Regions from separate parts of the Mus musculus genome. Here all the other regions are linked to region 2. The links are chromatin contacts, called in public Hi-C maps. All regions are on one chromosome and are shown on one strand. Each heading gives the region's core, a stretch centred on a gene start, on an enhancer-like site or on the middle of the called end of the contact. The rest is flanking DNA. Distances are from core to core; before and after follow the strand shown.

What was found. Hi-C and Micro-C count contacts between places; a contact is called where the count stands out from the background.
Region 1: a Hi-C map of cerebellar granule neurons shows a contact between it and region 2, with 1.8 times the contacts expected there. The contact joins two enhancer-like sites. A contact is called at or near these places in 1 of 484 Hi-C or Micro-C datasets (cerebellar granule neurons) and 2 of 115 datasets of contacts at active chromatin or transcription factors (bone marrow-derived macrophages and fibro-adipogenic progenitors).
Region 3: a Hi-C map of cerebellar granule neurons shows a contact between it and region 2, with 1.7 times the contacts expected there. The contact joins two enhancer-like sites. A contact is called at or near these places in 2 of 484 Hi-C or Micro-C datasets (both in cerebellar granule neurons) and 1 of 115 datasets of contacts at active chromatin or transcription factors (cardiomyocytes).

What each region holds. Positions count from the first base shown.
Region 1 is chr13:43,989,637-43,993,587 of GRCm38.p6, reverse strand. No RefSeq gene overlaps it. Among named protein-coding and RNA genes, the nearest start is that of Gm2233, 43 kb to the right of the region's middle. Within about 2 kb of position 2,672, at least 47 of the 459 cell types and tissues checked have an H3K27ac peak or open chromatin away from gene starts, as enhancers often do. A contact at or near this core is called in cerebellar granule neurons, where this site is marked.
Region 2 is chr13:44,463,372-44,467,543 of GRCm38.p6, reverse strand. Gm34020 (a long non-coding RNA gene) reads left to right here. Exons shown (of 4, transcript XR_873331.2): 3 at 1-43; 4 at 136-524. Among named protein-coding and RNA genes, the nearest start is that of Gm34020, 5.3 kb to the left of the region's middle. Within about 2 kb of position 1,748, at least 4 of the 459 cell types and tissues checked have an H3K27ac peak or open chromatin away from gene starts, as enhancers often do. A contact at or near this core is called in cerebellar granule neurons, where this site is marked.
Region 3 is chr13:44,053,586-44,057,322 of GRCm38.p6, reverse strand. No RefSeq gene overlaps it. Among named protein-coding and RNA genes, the nearest start is that of Gm33489, 10 kb to the right of the region's middle. Within about 2 kb of position 1,557, at least 39 of the 459 cell types and tissues checked have an H3K27ac peak or open chromatin away from gene starts, as enhancers often do. A contact at or near this core is called in cerebellar granule neurons, where this site is marked.

The DNA of each region.
Region 1 (3,951 bases), core at 1,423-3,922, 470 kb after region 2:
GAACTTGGCCCTCACAGAAGAGCTGATTTTCTACACCCCCCCCCCCCAGGAAGTTCCATGGCTCTTCTCCTCTCTTGCCCGCCCCCTTTCCTCTTTCAGCTTGAGTTGTCTCCAAGTCACCTGACCGACGTCGTTCATTTTGCTATCCATAAGTAAACATATCTATTCCAAACAACCAACCAACCATATGAAACCATTATTCATGGTAAAGACTACGGTGTGTTCTGATGCTAAGTCACTAATAAGCTACAGGTAGAAGGATGGATTAGCACAACTAGAATACTAAGAGGACTAGAGGCTGGCTCCCATGGCTCTCTCTCCAGCCTCTCTCAGGGCTCCTCTGCTCACTGCCCTGAGTGTCAGCAAGCTACACTGTGCAGCTAGATTCCAAGAGACCTGTAACAGGTGATTCAGCCTCTTGAACTTCAGTCCACTACTCTGCATCTGCTGGCACATGCCCCAGACAATACTCTTACTAGGGAGTGAGCTGGTGTGTGGCCAGTGCTCTATGAAGAATTTGAATGTTGTTTGAAGTTTAAAGTTTTTTCTCATTTGTGAAATGGTTTTCTTTAATATTTCTCAGTATTTTCATCTTGTTTGGAAAAGAGATATAGTATATATTAGTCCTCATGTTAGCTGCTTCTATTCTCCTCCTCCTCCTTCTTCTCCTCCTTCTCCTCTTCTTCTTCTCTTCCTCCTCTTCCTCTTCCTGCTACTTCTCCTTCTTTTTCTCTTTCTCTTCCTCCTCTCCCTCCTCTTTCTCTCCTTCTCCTCCTTTTCCTTTTCTTCCTTCCTCTTCCTCCTTTTCCTCTTCCTCTCCGTTTCTTCCTTCTTTAAAGAAGAAGACATGATCTCATATATCCCAGACTGGCCTTGAACTTACTGTGTAGGCAAGGATGACCTTGACCTTCTGACCCTCCTGCCCCTATCTCCAGAGTGCTGGGATTACAGACGTGCGCCACCATACACCACTATGCAGGGCTCAAACACTAGGCTTCATGGATACTAGATAAACATTCAACAAACTGAGTTACAAATCCAGCCCACTTGAAATTACTTTTTTTTTTTTATTCCTGTGATCAAATCCCTGAAAAACAGCACTTGAAGGGAGAAGTATTCTTATTTCTGAAGAGATCTTGGCTCATGATCTGAAGGGATACAGTATATCATGGAAGCAAAGGCAAGATGGTGGAAGTGTGGAGTGGCTGGTCACGCCATATCCACAGTCAGGAAGTAGATGGAGATGAACAGAGATCTCCATACTTGATTTTTTTTTAATCATCTTGGGACTCCACCACCCACATTAGTCCATTTGGGAGAAACACTAAAGGCCTACGCAGAGTTATGGCTCCTAAGTGATTCTAAATCTAACCAAGTTGAACGTTAACTACCACATTAACCTAAGTCTAAACATCATAGATCAATGATGACAGAAGCAGACAAAAGACAAAACAAAACAAACAAACAAACCAAGGTCTGAGTAACCAGTGGGACAGATGCCAGGCAAGGGCGCAGCCCAGACTGACAGCCAATTCATTAGAAGAGAATCCCTTCAGGATAAGCCAACTCATTCTTTGAAGCAATGTAGTCACAAGAATGAGGCAGTACTCTTTGCTGGCTTTTGGCCAGCCCAGCTCTGGGAAGCGTGGTCAGCGTCTTTAACTGGACTTGGCCTCCGGAAACAAAGCTCAACCTCTTTAGCAGGAGGCAGGGTTTCCCCACTGCCCACTAAACTGTTTGCAAAAGAAAAGAAAGAAAGGTAAATATTTGAACACCAGAAAATAAATAATGATCATAAATAATGCAGTCGTCTTCCAGTGTTTGCCCACAGCCGCTGACAGGCTGCCATGTGAAGTTTGCTTCTTACAGCGGTGTCTGCAGCCCAGCAGCTAGGTAAGGGCGTCAGGGGAGGGAGTACCTTTTTCTAAGGCTTGTATGGCATTGTGAAGAGATCTGCTCAGAGCCCTCTCCTGCATTCTGGGAAGAAGAGAGAAGCCCCCTTTTGCTAATTCCTGGCATGTTTTATGCTATCTGAATGATCAATCCAGTTTCCTCTTCCAGGTATTATATGGGGTAGAGATAGCATAAACATGTGGAATTAACTAGAATTCAAATGACTGTCAAATGTCTATTCAAATGACTGTATCAATGACATAATTCACCTGAACTCCAGCTGCCCATTCACAAAGTGGGTACAGCAGAAGGTACAGCAAGGACACTGTTCAAGGATGAGCCACGGTATAATTCATATACTTGGCACAAAACGGGCACAGCCATTTGCAGTCGGCAAATTACAAAGAGGAATTTAGACGCTCCTTGGAAAACAAAGCAACAAAAACAAGACGTTCCTACCTGGCCTGCCTCTTAAACACACGGCACCAACTGGCGTGTGTTTTAAAAACCGTATCTGTGTCTCATGCTCAAGTAATCATTCTAAAAATACAGATTCCGCAAAAGGAAATGTGGTGCATCTACTTCTGATTTTACTCTTTATAAAAACACAAGCAGATCCTCTGCACGGAGGGAGAGAATTCAATTTGCAGTTTCTTGACGTGTGTTTTGCCTTCCCAGGGAAACGTGTAAGCTGGTAACTCAGCATACGTCAGATTTGGGAGGCAGCCATGTCTCTTGCAGCACTCAGCCTCACTAACAAGGCACAGCTTCTCCAAATGACCCATCCGTCAGCGGCACGTGAGCTGGGAGAATTGATTAGCCAGCCCTGTCACAGGAGAGCCATGGTGCAGCCTGAGAAAAACCATGCCAACACCCCACGCTCTCGGCCTCGGGGTGCATTCCGTTTGAGGGGTCGAATGGAGTTGAATTGATGAAGTGTTAAAAGTGAGAAGGTAACACAGAGATGTGGTCCTCTGCTTAAGGCAGATGGGTAAATCAAAGCCCAGAGCATCAGACAGCTTGCTCAGTGACAGAGCTGCCGATGCAAGCCAGGTTTCTTGACCTCCTTCCCGGCCACTGGGGAAATCTATTTCATCCATAGCCAAGTGAAATGTTTTCCTGGATTCCCCTGTGACTCTGAGGGTACAGGAACTGGAATATAAAGGCTTAGAGTCCCTTGGCCTTATTCTGTTTAGATCACACCTTACATGGGATGGCACCACCAAGAGAGGTGATCCGTGGGATAGAACAACATCACCTGGCTTCCTGGCCCTTTGGCTTTCTGAGTGGCTCTGTGCCTCCATACCAGCAGGGTGTCTAGCATATTGCAGGAATTCAATGAGTATTAACTGACTGGACACATTTTAAGTGTACACTGTCAAATCTTGTTAGTAAAAACAGTGCAATGAGCGTTGACCCTTGGCTGATAGGAGAGAGAGGCTCGAGCAAGAGTAACTGGATAAATAAGACTCTCAGCAAGCAGGAAGAATGACTCTCCACTCCTGCCTTTACCACCTGGCTGACCAACGGCCCAGTGACAAATGTGACAAGGACAAATGATTTATCCTCTCTCAGTGTTGTTTCTCCCAACTGTCATATGGAATAAAATGACTCTTCTGCGGGGTTTTACAAAGGCAGAACGATATTTACTGAACACTACCGATTCAATAGATATAAACAGAGGCACAAAGAAGAGACAGCTTGGGGACCTGATGGACTGACCATATGAAAAGCCCAGAACCATGGCCGCCACTCTCCACCCCCCCCATCACTGCTGCTTCCGGGCTGCCGAGAAGTGAGCAACTTTGCTGCACCATGTGCTCTATCCTTTGATGTTTGCTTCTTCCTTGACAGGCCCAAAGGCAAGGGAGCCAGTCAGCCATGGACTGAAACCTCTGAAACCGTAGCCCCAAATAAACCTTAGCCCCAGGTTAGTATCTCCGGTATTTTATCATATGGTCACAGTTCTAAAGCTGACAAATACATTCATATTCAGAAGTACTGTATTTACTAGATGTTACATTCTAAGGTTTTGTATGTAATGTGTGTCGCATCCTC
Region 2 (4,172 bases), core at 499-2,998:
AAGTCCTTCCTGCTAAGTAAAGAGCCTCCAGGTAGCAGCTTGGGTAAGGAAGACCGATCCTCAGACGAATAGAAATATCACTATAGTTATAGTGTGACAGGCGAGCTATTATACTATTATGTTAAACAATTTTAGCGTTCAAGACACACTAAACTGTGGAACATCCATGGAATGTGAAAAACAGCAGAAGGTCGCTTTCACAACTCCTGTCCTCACCTCAAGCAGGACTCAGACCTAGGAAGGCTTCTCTGACCTCCCTCTGAAGCAGTTGAACGAACCCTGGAGAAAGGCACGCAACCTTGGACCAAAAGAAACGCCTCGTGTCGGAACACAAAGGGGCACGGTGAGAGAATCCCAGCACAGCTCTGCTAAGCTACCCTGAGTTTATTACCTTGAGTTTGCGACGGAGAAGTGTGGTGAAATGCAGGGTGGTGTGATCTGATGGTGGGATGGAAACAGTAAACATAAATATTCAAAACATAAATATTCAAAACAAATACAGGATTACTTCATTATTTTGGCTCCCATGTCACCCAAAACTTAAGTCAACCTCTCTTCTCGCTTTTTCTTCTTCTCGCTTTTTCTCCCTTTTCTTCCTCCAAGTCTCTCCCCCCCGCCCCCCTTCTCAAAAATTTCCTGCTATGTAGCCTAAGCTGGCCTGAAACTCGCGGTGATCCTTCTGCCTCAGCTCTCAAACACTGGAATTATAGGTTAATGCCACCACACCCAATCCTGCATTTCTCTTATTAATCTGTCTTTTCATAGATGGGTCTTAGTCATAGACCTAGAAATGGGTGATACTGAGAACAATTTCCTACTGTGAAACATTAGTCACCAAATATTCTCTAGGGTACTGGGCTCCCCTACAGTGTTATTAATCAAGGAACACGGAGAAGGAAGATGAGGGGCTATAACACCATCAGTTTATGTGGCCAACTGGAGCTGGCTGGCTTCAAGCTGTTCCCGGATCTCAGGAACGCTACCTAGGGGCTACATCTATGGGCTGGTATTTTGAGGATGCCCCTCATCCCTAAATATAATGAAGTGTTCTAGTCCTGACAAACAGTTGTAGGTCATCACACATCCTAGAAGGTGCGTGCATCTCAGGGCTGCAAAGGCTGTGCAGATGTCAGGGCAAGTTATGGCTGACAAATCTGGTGGTTCAGCCTCCCCCTTTCTCTAAATTCTTGGTTTGTTTTCCTTCCATCATCTATCTACTCTTTGTCAAAAAGATTTTTTTTTTTTTTTTGCTTTGGGGTGCAATGGGGATTTTTGAAACTTTCCTGACCTGTCTTTTATTTCTCTTTCATCAGTTGTAGATAAAATGTGGGATTTTCTTCCTCCTCTTTTAAGACTATGGGGTGGAAAAGCAATAACGGGAAGTGTCACACACACAACACACACACACACACACACACACACACACACACACACACACACACACACAGCTGACAAGTGTTGTCAGAAATCTTTTTCCCTGGGCAGCCTTGGTGATCCTTATATATATATTTCTCTCTCCAGGACACTTGACTCATTTACTGACCTCATTCCTGGTGATGAAAGTAGCTAAGGGTTACTGGAGGGTGAGGTGCCGGGGTGGGGGTGGTGGTGGTGGATTGGAGGTGGTGAGAGGCCAGGTCCCTGACTGCAGTATTTATTTGCAGTGAAAGGGTAACTCCGAGCAGCAGAACCATGCGAGGCTCTAAGAAGGAACTGGTGGACAGATGGCAAAATAGACTCAGAGTCACACTGTCCACAGGGGTCTCCTATAGCCAGAGGGTCTGCGCTCAGGGTGCTATGAACACATCGCTTTGTGTTATCTTCATCCTTGTCTACACAGCGGTAACTCCTGACTACGGTTTTTCTCTCCTTGTGTCCCTACAGAAGCAGCCCAATGTTGAGAAAAACAAGGGATGCTCCTTCACTTTGGGCTTGATCTGGTTTCTTAGGTTTTTGTTGCTGTTATTGTTGGTTTTGTTTTGTTTTTGTCTTGTTTTTGTTTTGTTTTTGTCTTGTTTTTGTTCTTTCTTAGGTTCCTGCTCACAAGCCTTGCATCTCGGCACTGAGTAGAGGCTGGGGGATATGTTTCACAGATGATTGTATGTATCTAGGGTGCAGCTTCTCTTTCATCCTAATCCTTTTTTCAAAGGTCTTCACTTTTTCTTTGGCCTAAAGCAGCTTTCGCCTTCATGGGGGCTGATGTTGGTTGACCAGACAGATCCTCAAGTGTCACATTTTCTCCTTTCTCCTCGACACTGTCAGCAAGTTTGGGCTCCTGTGACTAATGAGACTATGGGGGGAACTTTCCCACGTCTTTCTTCTTTGGTAACATTAGAAACATATTCCCTTTTATCCTTTGAGAGTTGGAGTGGATGTTTGCAATAAAGTCAGATTGTAAAGAGAAATAGCCTTTTGTAAGTGTGTGTGTGTGTGTGTGTGTGTGCGTGTGTATGTATGTGTGTGAGCATAGGTGTATGTGGAAATGCAAAGACCAAAGTGAGATATCAGGAGTGCTGCCTAGCTACTCTCTTACTTTATTTGTTGAGACAGTCTCTCATTGAACTCAAAGAGCTGACCTCTTTGGCTAGATTGGCTGGCCAGGGATCTGCCTGTCTTCACCTTCTCAGCCTTGCGATGATCTGCGTGCACTACCATGCTCAGGTTTTTAAATGTGAGTTTTGGGGTCAAACCTGGGTTCTTATGTTCGTGTGGCAAATACTTTGCCAATTAGGCCATCTCCCTAGCTCCTGAAATATCTTAATGTGTATGTAGATTTTACGAATGCATGGCAGACACTTAGAGACTCAGCAAATCTCAAGGAAGTATCTTTATATATGATTTGCAATAAAAAAAACAGTACATTCTCAAAAAAAGTGATAAGATAAAGGAAAAGGGCTGTGGAAGTCTAGAGTTAAGAACGTGACAGAAGGCAAACAAATGCCAGGTAAATAATATAAACTTCTGGTATCCTCTCCAGGCTGAGCCCCAAGTAGTCCAATGGCTCTGCTCTGTTCTGCCTAAAATAAAAGCATTGCCTGAAAGTCTTCTGGTTTGAGGCAGATAGAGAGAAGGCAGAAAGGTTTCTGTATCACTGAATTGCCTTCACTGTAACAACCATGTTTATGTATGTGCGTGTGTGTGTGTGTGTGTGTGTGTGTGTGTGTGTGTGTATGCATGTATGTGTATAATATATCCCTATATATTTTCTTGTGCTTGTGGAGGCCAGAGATGCTGTCCAACCGTTTCTCTTCAATATCTCCTTGGATTGGAACTTGACAGGTAGGGCCCAGTTGTGTGGCCAGTGAGCCCAGGCATCCACCTATCTGCCTTCCCAGTTCTAGAACTACAAGTATGCACCACCATGTCTGTACATTTTAAAGAAACTGAGTTTTGGGTGATCAAACTCTGGTCTGGATGCCCACAAGTCAAACACTTTACTGATAGCCATCATCCTAGCCCTCGGTCAATAATCTTACGTGTTCTTGGGTGCCGTATTCTAGTCTCTCTGAGCTGATTGGTGTTAGAGAAAGAAGAGGCAGGCTTGTTATCTTTTAAAGGGTGATATTCATACATGTGTCACAGAGACCATATTTTGCTAACTCCTTTCACCGCATGAGCAGGTGGCCTTGCTGTGGGGGCACAACCGCAAGTCTCTAATCATTGATCACATATGAAATGCCTGGGTGACTGACAGGAACAGAGCCAGCAGCAGTGACAAAGCTGGGACAGCCTGAGCAAACTGAGATACTGAGTGAAAAAAGAAGGCTCTGCTCAGAGCCCTGGGGAAAGCAAGGTCAGGGGAGGCCCACAAGTGTGCTGAGGTGGACAGAATGCAAGAGCTTAGAAACCCTGGAGGACCTTCTCTTCTCTTTCTCTTCTCTCTTCTCTTCTCTTCTCTTCTCTTCTCTTCTCTTCTCCCTCCCTCCCTCCCTCCCTCCCTCCCTCCCTCCCTCTCTCTCTCTCTTTCTTTCTTTCTTTCTTTCTTTCTTGCAAAAGGGGAACCCCTGAAAGATTTAAAGTTGGATTGACCATACCATATATGTATTTAAGAAAGATAATGTGTTAGCCGGGCGTGGTGGTGCATGCCTTTAATCCTAGCACTTGGGAGGCAGAGGCAGGTGGATTTCTGAGTTCGAGGTCAGCCTGGTCTACAAAGTGAGTTCCAGGACAGC
Region 3 (3,737 bases), core at 308-2,807, 410 kb after region 2:
ACACACACACACACACACACACACACACACACACACACACACATGCATACGTGTGTCTTGAGTTGCTGAATGGCCATTTTCCCAATAGTTTTGAGTACTCTGATTCTGGAGGGGACATTATGCTAGCTTCACCTTCTAGGTTCGGAGTAAACCAGCCTCACATAGGGTCTCTACTTGGACCATTTACTGTATTCATTCAAACCACTCTCACGCCGTCTCTTCCTTCACTCATCTCTGCCCTTTCCTAAGACTCTGGGAGATGAAGGAGCAGTGAGCATCGGCTGGGTGGTTTCCTTGCTCACCCCTTCTGGATCTTTGGCTGCTTGGGACATTTCCCAAGGACCCTCAGAAACAGCAGCGAAGGAACAAGTGCTTCAGATGGCTCGTGCTCCCGTGTGAGCCTGCTTGGAAGAGAGCCAGAGCTATCTGGGTTTTAACATCCCTTGAATCCCAACATTTGGGAAACTTGGTGTATTAAACCCTCTTGCCATGTCCCCAATGTAATATAAGAATCTCTTTACACAGCGAGGTCCCTGCTGGTTCTTGACGGTGCCCACAGAAATTATTCTTTGTAGTTTAAGGACATTTCTCCCTCCTTCCTCTTCGGGGAGGGCGCAGATGGACCACTCCCCAGGGTTCTGCATCCCATCTCAGGTCCAGCTGTAATGTTTATAGCATTTCCCACACCCCACACTCGGCCTGCCCCACCCACTGGGGTCGCCTGCTTTAGCAGGGGTTTCACCCACAAAAGAAATGTTGCTGGAAAGCCGATTTGTCAAGAAAAGGTGACTTTTCTAAAGAATGGTTGGCTCAAGTAAGGGGGAGAAACATCCCTGGTCACATGTGTGGCCAAGTCCCCGTGGATGTTTCCGTTCAAGAGGTTCACCGCCTTTGCTACTGTTGAGCATCAGCATTGAGCATCGGGAAGGTGCTTTGAATAGATGCCTTTGCTGACAGGGATCCCTTCGCTTTGTGAATAGAGAGATTACTAAACAATGGAGCTATTACATAAGGAGCAGGGGCTGGCTGGAGCCAACAGATCTGTACCCTAGGTTTACAGAGCTATAATTATCCAAAGTTTTAAAACACAATGATGTCTGCTGAAAAGGAACATCTGGGAGGGAACCAAGCCATCCCCATTAAAGGCACTGCGTGCATCCCGCAGATTGGATGACTTCAAGTTAATGGGGTGGCGATTTTTTTTTCCCAGATGTCACTCAAGTTAACAAATGTGCCGAAAGGTTTAAGCAGAACAAATGTGCGGAGGGGAAAAATTCCAGATCAAGGAAAGATTTATAAGATCAACTAGAACTTGGCTGCAGAAAGCATTCCAGGCGGCCGTGATGAACGCTCACGGGGAGAAAGCAAGACTTTACGAGGATTTTTCCCATATGAAAATGAAAGCCTCTTCCAGTTGTCATTTCATTTCAAAATAAACTCTCTTAACCTCCCGAGAACCCCGTGTGAAGAAGTAAGGCAGGCTGGGGTGGTGGACTCTGGACTAGGAGGTGGTGCTGCTCCTGGGCACATCAGTAGGTCTGGGAGACTGGACTCTTTATAAATAGATTTGTTCCCGGTGCCAACACTGAACTCTGCTTTGAGAATGTCAGTTACACCCTGCTATCTTCCACAGTGATCTTTCCTAAATCAAGCTGTAGTCCACAGGCTTAGGGCCCCTTGGCATATTTTCAAGTATACAGTTTACATAGCCAGTCTTTCCTGCTGAGGACACGTCTTCTACGTAAACAGCCAACACGTCTAAGAAAAGAATAAAACAGAAGGAAAGATTTCAAGTTCATTCTCTTCTGCCTAGGAGAATGGCTCCTTTTTTTTGTTTGTTTGTTTGTTACTTTCCCCGCCCCCACAAGGTCTCACTATGTAGCCCAGCCTGCTCTGGAACTCTCACTTTGTAGCCTAGGCTATCCTCAAAATCCAGGTATTCCTGCCTCAGCCCCCTGGGTGTTCCACTCACAGATAAGAGCCTAGGAGATGGTTGTCTTAGAGGAGTGAGTCTTATGGGGGTGGGAGGCAAGGGTCACGGGAGAAGAGTTTCTTCTTTCCTATCTTATAGGACATTGTGGCCGTGTCACCAAAGAGGTTGCTATGCACCTACAGCAGAAGCCTGATAGCATTTTGGTCATCCCAAGTGACACAGCAGGACTAACAGTAAGAAAATGTTCCCCCGTTTCCTCTAGCCACCTTGTCTGGCTGTCGCCACACTCAGTTCTTCTATGAGACCCTTTCCTCGCCTCCAGCACACTACTAGTCCTCTATTTGATGGTTTCTGCATACAATCCCTGGATTATGTTGACGGAGCGCATGACAGCTTTAACCAACATGTTCACCAAGGAGGGAACAAGTTTGAGGGAGTTTACCAGCATCCCCAAAGCTACTTGTGTCTAGCAGCAATATTATAGCAACATGAACATAAAAACAATAGTCACCAACAGAGCCACCCTACCGCCATTTGAGCAAGCCTGTTTGTCTCCGACCTTTCACCTGCATCCTCTACTGCTGTGTTATTTTCCCATTTCTAATACAGCCATCTACATGCAAATCGCTTCTATTCTGCAAAAGCCCCTAGAAATTCTGAACTCAGATGCACAGTGTTGAGGACTGAGCTTTGTTGCTTTGTTCTACACTTACTTGTCTGTTAGGTGAGTGTGAGGACCACTACACTGAAGAAACACCCTTAATTATTTGTGTGTGTGTGAGAGAGAGAGAGAGAGAGAGAGAGAGAGAAAGAGAGAGACAGAGACAGAGAGAGAGACAGAGAGACAGGGAGAGACAGAGACAGAGGCAGAGGCAGAGACAGAGAGAGTGTAAGAGCAAGATCATGCCACACAACAGTGCCTGAATCTAGACAAAGGTGTGACAAAGTCACACTGAACTGTGCTAAGCCCTCCAGCCAATGACCGTAGGTTATAAAAGAAGGGCTTGTGAGCTGATTAAGGAAAGCTGATTAAGTGTGAAGGCGGAACTGAGTCAGATAAGACATAGGCAAGGCACACCGGGGATCTCCGGGAGCCATCAGAAGTGAGGACGACACCGGGAAGGAGTCTTACCTCACTCATCTGGAAAGAATGTGAACCCACAGACACTTCCGTTTCAGATTTCCAGCCTTCAGAAGTTCAAGAAAACAAATTTATATTCTCTAAAACATATTTTAAAATATATATGGGGTATGAGGAAAGTACAATGATATACATGTATAGAAATGTCACAACGGAGCCCAGTATTTCATGTGCTAATTAAAAGCATTAATATTTGAAAGTTTATGTTTTATTAATTCGTAGACGGGATCATTTTCTCAGGCCTTTTTCTACACATATTTCTCCTTGCTTATCATCGGGTTAATATCCCCTTATGAGAAAATATATTTTTGCCTTCTACTAAAGGAAGATCAGAGTGAGCTGGAAATGGAAGAGGTAGCTGAAGGTCTGTGGTGATGTAAGACTGTTTTCATTTCTTCCTTCGAAAGTGAGAACTTTGAACCAGAATATGGAATCCTGATAAAAGAAAAACAAACAACAAAATAAGAAGTATTTAGGGCAATTACAACCCTCATTTCTGTAACTGGTTATATAAATGAAGCTGAGTTTTGTGACTTTATTCTAACCATCCTGTATTCCCTTTGCCTTCAGGGAGAGCTTAAGCTGCCGACATTCCTTTCCACGGTGGTATGATGCAAGCTTTCCTTCATGGAGGGTCTGAGGCATTGGTTTTTCTGATCAGCT